Linked DNA regions of Mus musculus: regions 1 and 3 are each linked to region 2. Evidence: chromatin contacts called from public HiChIP or PLAC-seq data. All regions are on one chromosome and are shown on one strand. The core of a region is the stretch at or near the end of the contact, and the rest is flanking DNA. Distances in the headings are between cores, read along the strand shown.

Evidence for each region. HiChIP or PLAC-seq counts read pairs in DNA pulled down with a chosen protein or histone mark.
Region 1: an H3K27ac HiChIP or PLAC-seq map of embryonic stem cells shows a contact between it and region 2, with 8 times the contacts expected there. The contact joins two enhancer-like sites. A contact is called at or near these places in 4 of 115 datasets of contacts at active chromatin or transcription factors (embryonic basal ganglia, embryonic stem cells and neural tube) and 1 of 9 other capture datasets (embryonic stem cells).
Region 3: an H3K27ac HiChIP or PLAC-seq map of embryonic stem cells shows a contact between it and region 2, with 4 times the contacts expected there. The contact joins two enhancer-like sites. A contact is called at or near these places in 1 of 15 datasets of contacts at CTCF or cohesin (embryonic stem cells), 8 of 484 Hi-C or Micro-C datasets (the MNK3 cell line, cortical neurons, embryonic stem cells and 2 more), 11 of 115 datasets of contacts at active chromatin or transcription factors (differentiating embryonic stem cells, embryonic basal ganglia, embryonic forebrain and 3 more) and 1 of 9 other capture datasets (embryonic stem cells).

The regions. Positions count from the first base shown.
Region 1 is chr4:125,188,388-125,192,777 of GRCm38.p6, forward strand. The region is part of intron 2 of Gm32611 (a long non-coding RNA gene); the gene reads left to right. Among named protein-coding and RNA genes, the nearest start is that of Gm40244, 28 kb to the right of the region's middle. Within about 2 kb of position 2,849, at least 41 of the 459 cell types and tissues checked have an H3K27ac peak or open chromatin away from gene starts, as enhancers often do. A contact at or near this core is called in embryonic stem cells, where this site is marked.
Region 2 is chr4:125,726,808-125,731,605 of GRCm38.p6, forward strand. No RefSeq gene overlaps it. Among named protein-coding and RNA genes, the nearest start is that of Gm40249, 110 kb to the right of the region's middle. Within about 2 kb of position 2,679, at least 33 of the 459 cell types and tissues checked have an H3K27ac peak or open chromatin away from gene starts, as enhancers often do. A contact at or near this core is called in embryonic stem cells, where this site is marked.
Region 3 is chr4:125,161,576-125,166,446 of GRCm38.p6, forward strand. All of the region lies in intron 2 of Gm32611 (a long non-coding RNA gene), which reads left to right. All of the region lies in intron 2 of Gm40245 (a long non-coding RNA gene), which reads left to right. Among named protein-coding and RNA genes, the nearest start is that of Gm40245, 14 kb to the left of the region's middle. Within about 2 kb of position 1,381, at least 7 of the 459 cell types and tissues checked have an H3K27ac peak or open chromatin away from gene starts, as enhancers often do. A contact at or near this core is called in embryonic stem cells, where this site is marked.

The sequences.
Region 1 (4,390 bases), core at 1,599-4,098, 540 kb before region 2:
GGAGCTGGAGGAACTGTCTGGATCTGTGGAGAGCTGGCTGCTGAAAAGGAGAACCCAGAACTGTGAAGACTTGACCTTGAACGGATGGTAGCAAGGTCATAGCTCTGGTGGCTGTAGATCAGTGGTGTTTGGGGATGTGCGGCAGAGAAGAATTGAGTGCCTCAAAATTGCCCCATCTAGATGAAAAGGCCAGTTCTGTTAGCTTCCATGGGGCTTTGAGTCCTAGCAAGACAGTCAAGGGCAAGGTTGAAACTGCTGCTTTGGGACTTGGCCTGCCCTCTCTGACCCTCTCCCACAGGACTGGGATGCTTCTTCATGCCCTGTGCCCTGGACAACCCTCTAAGAATTATCTTCCGAGCCTGCTACTCAGGACTCCAGAGATCCAAAATTGTGAGACCAAGGAAAGACATGGCCAAAGGGTAGGGCTGGAACTAATGGTCCAATAGATATGTTCAAACTGTGCCCCCCCCCCCAGGACTGCAGGTATCCCAGGATAGTGAATATGGCCTTTGTAGATCATCACACAATGATGTCAGAAGGTTGGATGGGCCTGGTAGCTGCTGTCAATTGTAGGAATTCCTTTATGAATGGTGGGAAGGGAAAAAGGATACAGCAGCAGCAGCAGCAGCAGCAAGCTAAAAGCCTTTAGCCACACTTCCCTCCATACTGCTGTGGAGGACAGAGGAGAAATGTACTTGGGCCAGGTGCTTAGGGAGAGAATCTAGGGAAAGGCAGAGGGAGAGGAGAGGGATTGGGAACTTTGAGAGATTCCAGGGATGATCAGGGCTCCTTTTTAATTGCTTTTGGCCACTGGATGGTATCTTTGAATGTAGAATCAGGTAAAACGAGGCCCCATGGGCAGAGGAATTCATTTGTGTTGTTCAAGCAAGGCTCCCCAGCCCCTTCCTTACCTTTTGTTTCTGGAAACAGGACACACGAGGCACAGATGCACACATTGTTAGTAAATTAATGATGGCTTTTAAGATTAATAGAGTCAGGGAGAAGGGGAACACAGGCTTCACACCTGGGCTGGAGGGACAGAAACCTGTTCAAAGCTGCAGGCTCATAAAGAGAACTCTAAGATTGTGGGGGTGCTCCTTAGAGGGGAGACTTGAAGTTGCAGCTAGGAAGCCCCCAGTGTCCCTTGTCGCTGTCTCTCGTTACCCTGTCTTTGCCTTCTCTGCTCCCCTTGTTCTTGTACCCTAGGGGATTCAACAGTAAACAGTGGCGATGTATCTTCTTCCTTTCCCAGTTCTGTGGTTTTGGAAGAACGTCACCATGGCAAGTGAGGGTGGGACAGGCTCAAGGTCTCCAAGCAGGGAGTCCCTAGCTCCAGCCTGGATTGTGACAGGCTTCAAAGAGCTGTTTCCACACAGGCAGGCAACCTGGTGGTCGTTCAGGGAGATAGCCCTCCTTGTTTGAGTGCGTAAGTACTATGCCAGCCTGAGATCGATGATAAAACTGAGATCGATGATAAAACTACGATTTTCCTTTCCTTGAAGGCAGAGCCCAGAGCATCCTCCACCTTAGCCCTGTAACCTGGTGTCCCACACAGCCTCCTCCTCTGGCCCAACTGGGGCCCCCTGGGGACCTTTGTGTTCCCCTCCCTGCTCTTAGCATCCTCCCATTGCTCCTGGTGGCAAGACTGTGGGGCAGGAAGCATGTCCAGGAGGGTCCTGTGCTCTGCCCCTCCTTAGTGACTAACTCCTTTCCCTAGAGCTCTGTGGATGCTCCTCCCCTCTCCATGGGCTCATGCTGTTGTCTTACAGAGGCATGCTGGGATTGCTTCTGACAAGGGAATGACCTTGGTTCCTCCCACATCCCTGGTCAGAGGCTGGGTTGCTCCAACTATGGACTTAGGACTAAGAAAGGGTAAAACCTTTTACCTTCAGTGAATGGCCTCTTCCAGATGTTTCTGAGCCCCAAATCCAGGAAGCAGATATTTCAATCTTACAAAAGGATAATGGGTTGGGTGTGGTAGTGTATACCTCCAGACCCATCTGTCAGGTTGAGGCTGGAGAACTATGAGTTTGTGAGTTTGAGGTTAGCCTGGGCTACACAGTAAGACCCTGTTACACACATACACACACACATACACACACACATACACACACACACACACACACACACACACACACACACACACACACACTGACATTCAGTGGGCTTTGGCTCTGTACCAGGCTTTGTTCTAAGTACTTGATTTATTCTACCTCTGTTCCTAGCCACCTTGTGAAGACATACGCTGGCATATTCATGTCCATTTTGAAGATGAGAAAACTGAGGCACAGCACACAGGTGATGTGCCCAAAGCCAGATTTAAATCCAGACAGCTTGGCTCTAGAAACCACCGTACATGGCCTTTCTTAGCCTGAACGTTTTGTGTCATTAAAAAAAAAATCAAATGTTATTTTGATATCATAACAGGGGAAAGATAGCACAGAATGCTTCAGGGGTTTTGTAGGGGAGGGCATCAAAATATCCTACCTTGAACTTACTCATTTTCTCCCCTCATTTTTATTTATATATGTGTGCCTGTCTGTTTAAATGCTACATGTGTGCAGAAGAAAGTGTTGGATCCCCCCTTGTTAGAAGGACCTGAAGATTTTAACTCTGGCTCCCTTCACTGTGCACTTAGAAAATTCTTGACCTGGTTCAAGGTCCCAGCCAGGGCCTTACACCGTTCTGCCTGGGCCTGGCCTCCAGCCTCTAGCGTTGGCATGAGCTGACAGGTTGAGCTTCAATCACGTGGTGTCAGGACCTTCTGGGCCCTCCTGGTAGGTGGATGGGGTCTGACACAGCTCATTCTCCCAGCCCTGCCTGCCAGGAGAGGCAGCAGCTTCCTGAAAAGAGGATCTCAAAGCCAGCTCACACCGCCCGCCCGCTCGCCTCGCCTGGCTCGGGCTCCCTCCTGACAGCCCCAGGCTGGCGGCAGATGGCTCGGCTTCTCAACTGCAGAGGAGGTGCTGCAGCATCAGGAGCTGATGAAACTTTGAGTTTCAGAGGCTGAGGGGCAGGTGTCGGTGGGTGGGGCTCCACTTGATTAAACCCCTCTCCACTGGCTTCCCAGGAGTGGGAAACACAGAAGCCTAAAACAGGGTCGGGTCTGCCTGCCCCAACTCAAGGGGACTTCTGAGGCAAGCCATCTCTGGCCTCAATGCCTCATTTGAACAACGGGGAACAGCAGTCTTTGAGGAAGTGGGAGAAGGAGAACTGGACTCCATTCTGCGTAAGAGTGAAGACTTAATGGTTGCCAGTATGAAGTCCAGTGGTAGGAGCTATGGGCATGTTATCCACTCAACAGATACCCATTGTGTCTACACAGTGTTCAGTGCTGTTTGAGCAAAGCCGTGTGAAGCCAAACAGCTCTTCTAAGCACTTTCTGTATACAGTAGTCCTCTCTTTTTATGGCTTGGTTTCCCTGCAGTTTTGCTTCCATGGGGTATCTGGTGTGGCAGCACGTTCCTGAAATCCCAGCTCTTGGAAGGGTGAGAGCGGGGACGCAGCACTCTGAAAATATCTCTTACATTCTCAGAGACTGGCGCTTTTGCTGGAGTGCCTCGGATTTCGCATGTAATCAACTTTTATAACCCAAGCCAACGCATAGCTGCAATTTTAAAGTGATATACTCTTCCATGTCTCTAACTTAGAGGGATGCACGTGTATTATTTGCTGAAAGTGGCAAATACAGAAGCTGAAAGCAACTGCCTACAATCTTCCATAAAAATTGACAGCATCCATTATGGATATTGGTTGGTAAACAATGATGTTTGTTTTCTGGGTCAGTTGGGATCAGTTGGAGCCAGCGACTTAATCCCATGTAAAACTCTGATGAAGACTTCTGTAAAGTACTGATTTCTTCCCCATGTTTTCTGTGCAGTTCAAGAAATACTGAGGAAAGCCCTTTGTTAGGGACAGACACACCACTCACAGGTGGAACAGACACACACACACAGTTCACACAACAGACAGAGCACACACACACAATTACACAGACAGAGATAGGCAGATACCACTCACATTCACACAGAAATATGCCAGACAGACAGACAGACAGATACGTGGGCAAACACCACTCACACAGATAGACACAGCACCAACAGACAGATAGACAATATAGATTATACAACAGACAGAACACACACACACACAGTCACACACACACACAGTCACACAGAGATAGACAGATGCCACTCACATACACACATACACATCTACTAGGCAGACAGACACATCACACACACACACACAGTCACACAGACAGGGATAGATGCCACTTACATACACACAGACACATCTACCAGGCAGACAGACACATTACACACACACACACACACACACACACACACACACACACACGATAGGCAGACATAGCTCCTACAACAGATAG
Region 2 (4,798 bases), core at 1,429-3,928:
AAAATCCAATTACATTAACTTACAGTTAAATAAATTGTATCAGAAACAAAGGTAAGAAAGAAGCTCAGATCCAGGACAATGTCTTAATTGTGATGCCGTACTGTCCCGTTACCTCTGCCCTTGAGGTTGTGTGCTTCTGTGTGTGCGTGCAGGCTGGAATAAACGTGTCACCTGCGCAGCTCAGCATCTCTTCCCGGCTCTATGCTCGGTGGTGTCACTGTCACCACTTGATACTTTAAAATCCGCAAGTGTTTATTGCCTAGAACCTGGCACACGCTACACATCAGCCTTTGCTTGGTGAGCCAGTTACTAAACATTTACAGCACGCTACCACCTGTTCCCGGTGCAGAGCCCGGCCCATCTTAGCCCACCCTCCTTAGAGCTGTGAGGCTGAAGGGAGCAGGAAGCTTCAGTCCTGGGTTCTTACTCCTCCCTAGCTGGTCTCTGGATGAGTGTTCAGTCCGCCATCTCCCTGCGGGGGGTGGGGGTGGGGGGGGAACACGTTGCTCCATTTCACCTCCCTCAAGTAAGAGCCACGGAAACAGCTGTTCCCCCCAAGGCTTGCAGGCCTTGATTCTGATTACAGACACAGCTGGACCACAGCTCCCAGGCCACCGTGTAACTAACTTTCACTTTACTCACATTCTCAGGAAAATTGATGATTTTCTGCCTTTTTATTACACTTGGTGATAATTTAAAAGGCGGGTTAGTGCACCCATAAAACCGACTTTGCAACAAGCTTGTGGCGGTAGAAAAATACATTTGGTCAAGAACTATTGTTTGCAGTCATAAAACAGAGGCCAGGGGCTCCCTCCCACTCCCAGTCCCCCTGCCCACCGTGTTTCTGAGAAGTGGGGCAGGCATTAGATGTCTTCCCTCTGTCTGTATGTATCTCAGGAGACCGAGCATAGTGATACGAACCCATTCCTAAAGATACATTGCCTATGGACCATGGTGGCTGGGAAAATCCTCAGAGTCCTGGGGCCTAAGGATCAGGTCACTCCACAGAAGGCCTCCAAGGGCAAAGCTGGCTTCCAAAAGGGAGTTTATAGCTGGCTAATCAAAGCTTAATTACAGCAGCTCAGCGGGCTCCAGCAGGCCACAGTGGTTTTGCTCAAGAAACTTTTTACAAGCTTAAGCAGAAGCAGCAAATTAGCAGGAAAGAGAGGAGAACCATCCTGCCCTCCTTCACCTACTTCCCAGGGCTGGAGAGCTGCAGTTACCCTGCAGAACAAGGCTCTAGGCAGATGGTGCAGTGGGGGAGAGGAGGGGTGAAGGGCAGCGAGGGGTGGTTCCCTCTAGTTAGTGGACTGCCCTGTAAGACCTGTTCCTGTCCCCCTGGCTGGGGGACCAAAAGTAGCCTGATACCTTCTTCCCATCGTCTCTTGCAGTGACCACTGGTCAAGGTCACCACACTCCATGTAGCTGGGAGTCTGTGCCATTCTTAAACATCCCAGCACACCCCTGAATTCTGGGCTCTTCTGAGCTTCTGATGAGCAATTCCCTACCTCTCCCCAGCACACTGCAGAATTCCAGTCCGTCTGTGTGAAGCCGGGCTCCCAGCGCCACTCCTCCGGAGGCGCTCCAGGATTCCCCTCCACACCATGCACCTGAAAGTTCTGAAATGCGCTTCCTTTCTGCCTCCCACACTTCTGAGAGAAGCTACTTTGTAACCATTTGGAACCACGCAAGTCTAGGTTTGAGTCCTATCACTGACCACTAACTAAAATGTGCTGTCCTAAGCAGGTGGTTTAGCCCTTCTGACCCACCGTGTCTCTGTGTGGAAAATGGGAATAAGTAAGTGGCTTGGAGGAATTCCGTCAGATGACCTGTGAGCGCGTAAATGCCACGCCTGCACGCTGTGGCATTCAGTAATTGATGGCTATTGTGCTCAGCTCTAAGACAAAGAAAAGATGAGGCTGAGGTCAGAGCTTAGTGCAAGAGCTTCAGTTGCCATCTCAGCACCAAAAAAGAGAGGAAGAGCCCAAGGAGAAAGGTGGGGATGGCGGGGAGATGCCCCTCCATTGGTAAAGTGTACCAACTTGAGGATCTGAGTTCCGATCCCCAAACCTCCATCCTCTCATGTAAAAAGCCAAGAGTTTTGGTACATGGCTGCATTCCACTGGGGAGACTCAGACAGTCGGTCGGATCTCTGGACCTCACTGGCCAGCTAGCCTAGCTGAACTGCAGAGTCCCAGGACTTAGTGAGAGATCCTATCTCAAAAAACAAAGCGGATGGTTGACGACACCCAAGGTTGACCTCTGGCTTCCACACGCACCTGTATACACACACACACACACACACACACACACACACACACACACAAAGCAGTAGAAGAGAGAGAGGTAAAAACATTTAAAATCCACAGAGATCTCAGTTGCACCTTAAAAAGAAGATCCAGGATTCTAGAAGCACCTTAGAAGAGCTCCCTGCCTTGTGTCCTCAAGAGTCACAAACAAAATTCTCTAGCCTGAGTCTCCAGACTGAGGAGAGAGTCTCTCAAAAGGGTGTGGGTGGGATCCGGCTTGGAAAAGAGCGGCTGAAATCTGGGAACAGGAACAAAAGAAGGCAGGTCCCGGTAGGTAATGAATTCCTAGGCCCCAGGGCAGGGGCCTCCTGCTGAGGATGACTGGGATTGGCAGAATACAACTCCCAGGGGTCCAGGCAGGGGGAGGGGTGTAGAGAACTGCTTCCAATCGCCCATTCAAGTGGGCCTCTGCTGATCGTCATTTCATTGGTGAGTTACAGACTGAATGCAGCTCTGTGCTGTCGCGGTCCACGGAGATGTTCCCTTTCAACTTTATGAACTTCGCTGACAATGAATAAAAGCGCTCTGGCATGACAGGCGCCTGCATTATTCTGCGCGATTCCTGGTTCCTAATGTCATCAATTACAATAATCAGATCACCGTAACACAGGGCTGGAGCGGGGAGACCACAGAGGGGCAGACGTGCGCGACCGCGGCTGTTTGGAACCGCTCACTCGTGTCTCCGAAACGCTGTAGATGGCTGGGAAATGTGATTGCCCTTAAGTTTCAAATTACCTGCAATCATTAAAATAATCTAGTTCATATTCATAAAGCCGTGATTATATTTCACATACGCAGTAAACACTTTATGAGGAAAAACCCACAAATCTGCAACGAAATAAAGAGGCGCGATCTGGCGGTGTCAAAATGGTAAGCTGCGTTGGCGTGAAATCTGCTACAAACACGGAGCTGGGAGTTGAGTGCTCTCGGTGGAGCACATTCCGGGCCACGGTGGTGGGTGGTAGGGTGGGCTTTTGAATGCAGAGCAAGCAGAACATGGAGAGGAAGGAGGAAGGGGAGGCAGCCATAGGAAGGACTCCTTGTGTTTTCCTCAGCCTGTGCCTCGGTGAGATGACCATTTAGTCCAAGTGACATCAGCAGGCGCAGGTCACCAACTACCATATGGCATTGTGAGATTCACGTGGTCTACAAACTGAAAATTTGTTGTACTTGCTTGGGTAGGAAAACTTGATGGCCGAGGCTCAGAGAAGTTAAGTGAGTGTCCTAAAATTGCACAGTGAGCAAACAAACCAGACTCAACCCCAAGAATGGGATTCCCAAGTGCACCCCATACTTGATGAAGTGCCTGGTCTGAGAGGTCGTGTGACAGTGAATGGCATACAGGCCAGGTGTCCTGCTAGCTGGGACCTTGCTGCCTAACCTCATCCAGAGTATAAGGCTTTTGTGTTTTGGGTTTTGTTGTTGCTGCTGGGGTCTTTTCTTTTCTTTTCTTTTTTCTTTTCTTTTTCCACCTGTCACCTAGGACCTGGTGATAGAGACTGACTGTTGTCAGAACTGACTGAATGTCTGACACTTGATGGGAAGCCAAACATTTTGCAAAAATCACTCACTTAAAAACATGAACAATATATATATATATATATATATATATATATATATATATATATATATTGCAATGAAACACCTTTTAACACCAAGGATTCTACGTGCATGAGATGTCTGTGTGTGTGTCTGTGTCTGTGTCTGTGTGTGCATATAAATGGGTACATGTGCACATGCATGTAGAGGCCCGAAGCCGACTCTGGATGCTTTCCTTGATCACTTTCCACCTTATTTTCCGAGGCAGGAAAGCAGAACTTACTCACTGGCTGGGCTGCCTGGCCAGGGAACTTCAGGGATCCTCCTGTCTCTGCTACCCCAGCACTGGGGTATAGACCCCAGTACTGCCATGCCCAACTTTTATGTGGGTTTGAGAATCAAACTCAGGTAGGGCCTCAAGAATGCACAGCGAGCATTTTACTGAGTTGTCTTCTCTGCACCCCCTAACACCAACACTTCGTAAAAGAACACAATAGAATTAGTTAATTAATTAATCAAAACATCTTTCCCTTCCAAATAGAACCACATCAAAGTAGGTGAAAATTTCCACCTTAGCACAGAGGTAAATATAATCCAGGAATAAGAGACTCCTGTCTTTAGAATGAGCCCCACTGAAGCCAAAATCCTCCCCCTGAAAAATACACCCCAAAAGGAAGAAGAGAAAATGGCGGAAACCTCTCTAGCAGGCAGATGGAGCCCAGAGGGTTGGGACCTGAGCTGAGCCTACCCAGTGCTTTCTCCAAGCCCACCTCCCCTTCCCAAGTGGATTTGAAGGTGAGAGAGTACAGATCCCCGTCCGCCCACGCCGCTCTTGCTGTGCAGCGATTCTCCCTGGAAACCAGTGGTGGTACACTGTTCCTCCCACCTCACAAACTAAAGGAGAGCAGGGGGAAAGGGAGGAGAGAGGGAGAGAGAGAGAGAGAGAGAGA
Region 3 (4,871 bases), core at 131-2,630, 570 kb before region 2:
TTGGCAGCTGGCCTTGCTAGTAGCAACCTCCTCATAGCGGATGCAGCTGGCACTGGGCACTGGATACCCACCCAGCAGGTCAGGCCCACCATGTTGAAAAGGATATGGGAGGTCCTAACGCTGGATGGGGACAGAGAACTCCTGGACAGACCAGTTCTGTTGGTGAAAATGGTGTGTGTGCTTACTGGTTGGTTGTTTTATTTGATTCTCTTTGAGACGAGAGTTCAGACCCGATGAAGAGTGAGCCATCTTTATTGTCACCGTGGTGGGAAGTGGAATCACATAGGAGACACACTTTTGGGTGTGTCTGGAAGGGTGTTCACTGAGCAGGGAAGGTCCTCCCTGAATGTGTGTGTGTGTGTGTGTAGTTGGGCTGGAGACATGGCCCATTGGTTAAGAAAGCACACTGTTCTTGTAGACAACCTGGGTTTCTTTTCTAGCACCCACACGGAACAGCCCATAACAGCCTGTACTCCTAGCTTCGGGGAGCCCACTACCATTTTTTTTTTTTTCTGGCCCATGAGACCATATGCACATGGTCCAGCCATCACACGGTCACATAGTTACAGAGAAGGCAATCTGGGCCGCACAAATCTCTTTGCATCATGATTTTGAATATCATGTGACCAGCCACTTCATGGCCTAGCCACCATAATGGGACATGACCCCTTACAGTATGCAAGGATAACCCCTGCGTCCTGTAAGTTGCTGCTGGTGAGGTGTGTTAGTCTAGCAAGGAGAAACATAACTAACACAGCTTTGACCTTCATTTAGAATGGAGGTAGCTTACACAGCCATGTCCACAGACAGCATGTCCACAGACAGCATGTCCACAGACAGGACCCTGTTGGGCATGGTCTGGGTTGAGGATGTTGGTTCTTTCTGTGAGAGAAGCCAATGTGCCTTTCTGTGAGGCACGTGCAGACCCCACACCCTGGACATGTGGCTTGGGATGGGACCTCAGCACCAGGCCACATGGGGGAGGGTCTGAGCTCACCTGTCCATAAGCTTTGAGGCAGGCCGCTTTATAGGGGTGAGGGTGAGGGTGCACTGAGTCTGTGTAACGCATTATCTGATGTTTGTTGTGTTGTATGGTGGTGCAGGAAATGTGGCTTGGCGTGGGGGCATGTGCTGGACTGAACATGTGGCACCTGGGTGTTGGGTGGTTTTAGATGAATTTGGGTGAGAAACGCTTCTTTTGGAGGGGGGGAGGTGCATTCATGTGTGTGCTGGGCTAATGGGAATGTCAGTGTAGGTGAGTCAGGTGCTCCATTGTTTTCTGTCACGTGGTGAATCAGGTACATCCCACTGTGCGCATGCGGGCAGCCTGCTGGGTAGGGCACTCCTAAGGCTGGCTCAAGGCTTCAGCATTACAATCAAGTTTTTGCATTCAAGGGTAGCCCTCTCCAAGGCTCCAGCCAGTCTCAGGCTGCGTGGATGGGGTGAGCTGGGCTCGGTCCTGATGCTGTTTTAACTATACTGTCCCCGGGGGATGAGAGGAGAGGCTAGCAGGGCTCTGCCTGTGAGCTTGTCCTGGAAGTAAGAAGGAAGGTTGGTTGGTGGCTCCTAAGAGAGCTTCATCGGGAGTCTCCTGGCCTGTGACAGGCCTGTCTTGTGATCTCTGTCCAGGTGTACTGCGAAGATCAGCTCAGCACTTGAGGCCAACTGCCTTCCATGTCAAGGGACATCGCTTCTTTTGACCCCAAGGCTAGGCTGCCTCTTTCCTGTGCCTCTGGCTGTTGGCCCTTGTCATCTAGCCGGGCCAGCCTTCTACTTACTTCCAGCCTCCTCTGAGGCAATGACTAGCTAGTGCATGTGTACCCACCACACTGTAGTTCCTTCAGGTGTCACAGGGGAGCTCCCGGGAGCGCTTGACTCAACTGCTTTATGACCTACCTGGGTAGATTCTCAGGGCTCACTCACACTGATGAAGGTCAACAGTGGGGGAGGGGAACATGTTCTCTGTGTGATGCTGAGGCTGCTGGCCGGAGTCTCTCTTGACAGACAGGAAAGGGTGCCTGCAAGCGACGCAGCTTTGAGGTTCACCCTTGACATTAGGTTGGGTGTCATGGCAGGAGGAATAACATTGCAAGAAAAGAGATGAGTTCTCTTTTTAAAAAAAGCTTTCCTGTCCCCAGGGTTTCACTCTGTCACTCAGGCTGGCCTTGGGGTTGTCTTTACTTAGGGGTAACAGGCATGTACCCATATGTCCAGTTTAAGGAGGATCTTTATGGTCTCCAGGTCCTAGGAGAGATGGAAACCCCATGCAGAGGGCACTGCTACTTTGCCCTCTGACAGGGCCTGTGTGGTTCCCAACCTTGCTTAGTATGCTGATAAGGGATCTTTGGGACTTAGAATGCAGGTGTCCTGTAGTGTGCATGTTGAACTGTGGGCATATGAGCACAGCTTCTTACATGTTTGGTGTGTGTGTGTGTGGTATGTGTGTGCACACACACGCACATGTGCCCATGTGTGATACTGGGATGGACTGCAGGGCCTCACACACAGGTTGCTTTGTCAGCTCTCTGAACCCCGGCACAGTGGGTGTGTGTGTAGTGGGAAGAAGTCAGTCAGTAAAGCCATAGTTGAGGTCGGAATCTGACCATCACCCTCTTGATGCCTCTGGATCCTAGCGGCCAGGCTCTACAGGTTCCACCTGTTCCATTGTGGAACTGTGGTCCCCATACATCCTGGGAGCAGGCGTCCCTTGGCATCTGTCTTAGGGAGAAGAGACCCAGGCGTGAGCAAGACAGGGACTTGCTCATTGTCTTAGGGTGACTGGAGGCAGAAAGCCTGACACTTGAGCTTTAGCTCAGGCACTGGGTGCTGGCTCGGGGAGACAGAGTCCTTGGGGACAGTGAGAGGCTGGGGGCCCCTGAGTTCTTGGAAGACAGTAAGAGCATAGTAAGTGTTAGCATCACACAAGGGAGCTGCAGCAGCAGCAGCAGCATTTTTCTAGGAGGCGTCCGAACAGAATGCCACACTAGGGTTTCTACCCCGCCTTTGATCATTCAGTTCCCAGATAAAAGACACACAACTTTTATTACTTACAATAAGCCTTAAACAGTACAAGAGCTGGGCAGGTATCTACCCTCTATGCTCTTAGAATCTACGTTTCTATAGACAACCCTGAGTTATTACTCACCGTGTTTCATCTGGGCTGCTCTTAACCCCAATTGCCCGGCCTTCAGGGCCAGGTTTTCATGAACTCACCTAAGTCATGGTGGCTTATCTCTCCTTCCTCTTCTCATGGTTCTCCCCTCCTCACAACAAACCCATGCCTGGGGTTTGCCCATTGCCCTAAACCCTGCCCATGTCTCTTCTACCCAGCTAATAGCTGTTGGCATCTTTATTTACCAATCAGAAATAACTTTGGGAGCAAGGTCACATAGTGTCACTTGGGTCTACGTGAGGAGTCTCGAGTCTCTGGAGCAACCAGGTCTTGGAGGTCCACACTTAGCATTACAATACACAGCAAAAGACTAAACTTCAACAGCATAAGTGTCAACAGCACTCAAGGGAACCGCCCATCTAGGAAGAGTCAGAATAGAATGCTAATTGTCGAAGTTGATATGGAGGCTCCCCAAGAACTAAATATTGAACTACTGTGTGACCCAGCTATACCTCCTCTGGGTATGTATGTTCCTAAAGGCCTCTAAGTTCGAGACACGTCAGTGTCAGGAAGGAAAACATATTGTGTTGATTGCAGAAAACTTCACAATAGCCAGGACCCAGAAGCACCCTCAATGCCTATCAACAAATGAGACAAAGGAAATGCCCACACACTCATGCATACACACGCATCTTCTTTGTTGTAAAGAAATCGTAATTATGTAGTATTCAGGGAAGTGGAACCAGATAATACCGTGTTAAGTGAAACGAGCCAGGTTCAGAAAGACAGACATTGTATGTTTTCTCTTGCATGGGGGATCTAGATAAATACAGATACAAATCTGTATGTGGAAATCAAAGTAGAGAGTTGACTATAAACGGGGAGGGAAGGGTCTGAGCCAGGATTGGAGAGGGGAATGAGATAAGGAAGTGGGGAAGAAAGACCAAATATGTTTTTTTCTCATTTGAAGAATCTGGATTTAACTAGACACACATATGCTGGAAAGCAGAAGGTCGACTCTGGGAAAGGAAGGTTGTAGAGAGGATCTCTGCATTGTGTAAAAGCATTCACCTGTCAATAAAAAAGTTTATGGCCTGGGCTGGAGAGATGATGGCTCAGCACACTGGCTGTTCTTCCACGGGTACTGAGTTCAATTCCCAGCATCCGCATGGTGGCTCACAACCATGTGTAATGGGATCTGGTGCCCTCTTCTGGCATGCAGGTGTACGTGCAGATAGAGCACTCATGTACATTAAATAAAAATAAATCTTAAAAAAAAGTCATCAATGACCTGAGGCAGGAGTTCTGGCAGAGAGGGAGGGGGAGGGGGAGGGGGAGGGGAGAGGGAGAGGGAGAGGGAGAGAATTCTGGGAAAGAGTCATTGGAGATTTGCCCTGAACTCTGAGGAGGAGAGAGATACATAAAACGAAGGCCTGAGGACCAGGTAATAGCTGCATGATGGGACTTAGACTAGGATAAATGAAATAATTAAGTTATACACTAGTCAGGGAACAGGCCCAAGTTTATGGCCCATGCATTTATTCAGAAATATAATTCTCGGAGTTGTTATTTCAGTGAGCTTATGCATGGGTGGAAAAGCCCAAGGTTACAGAGGGGACAGTGGGGTTGAGGCTGAGGGTCACAGCATACAGGGCTGCAAGGCACTATGATGAATACGCATACCCATGTCGTAGAGAAACCCAGTCCTAAAAAAGTTATTTATTTATTTATTTATTTATTTATTTATTATGTATGCATT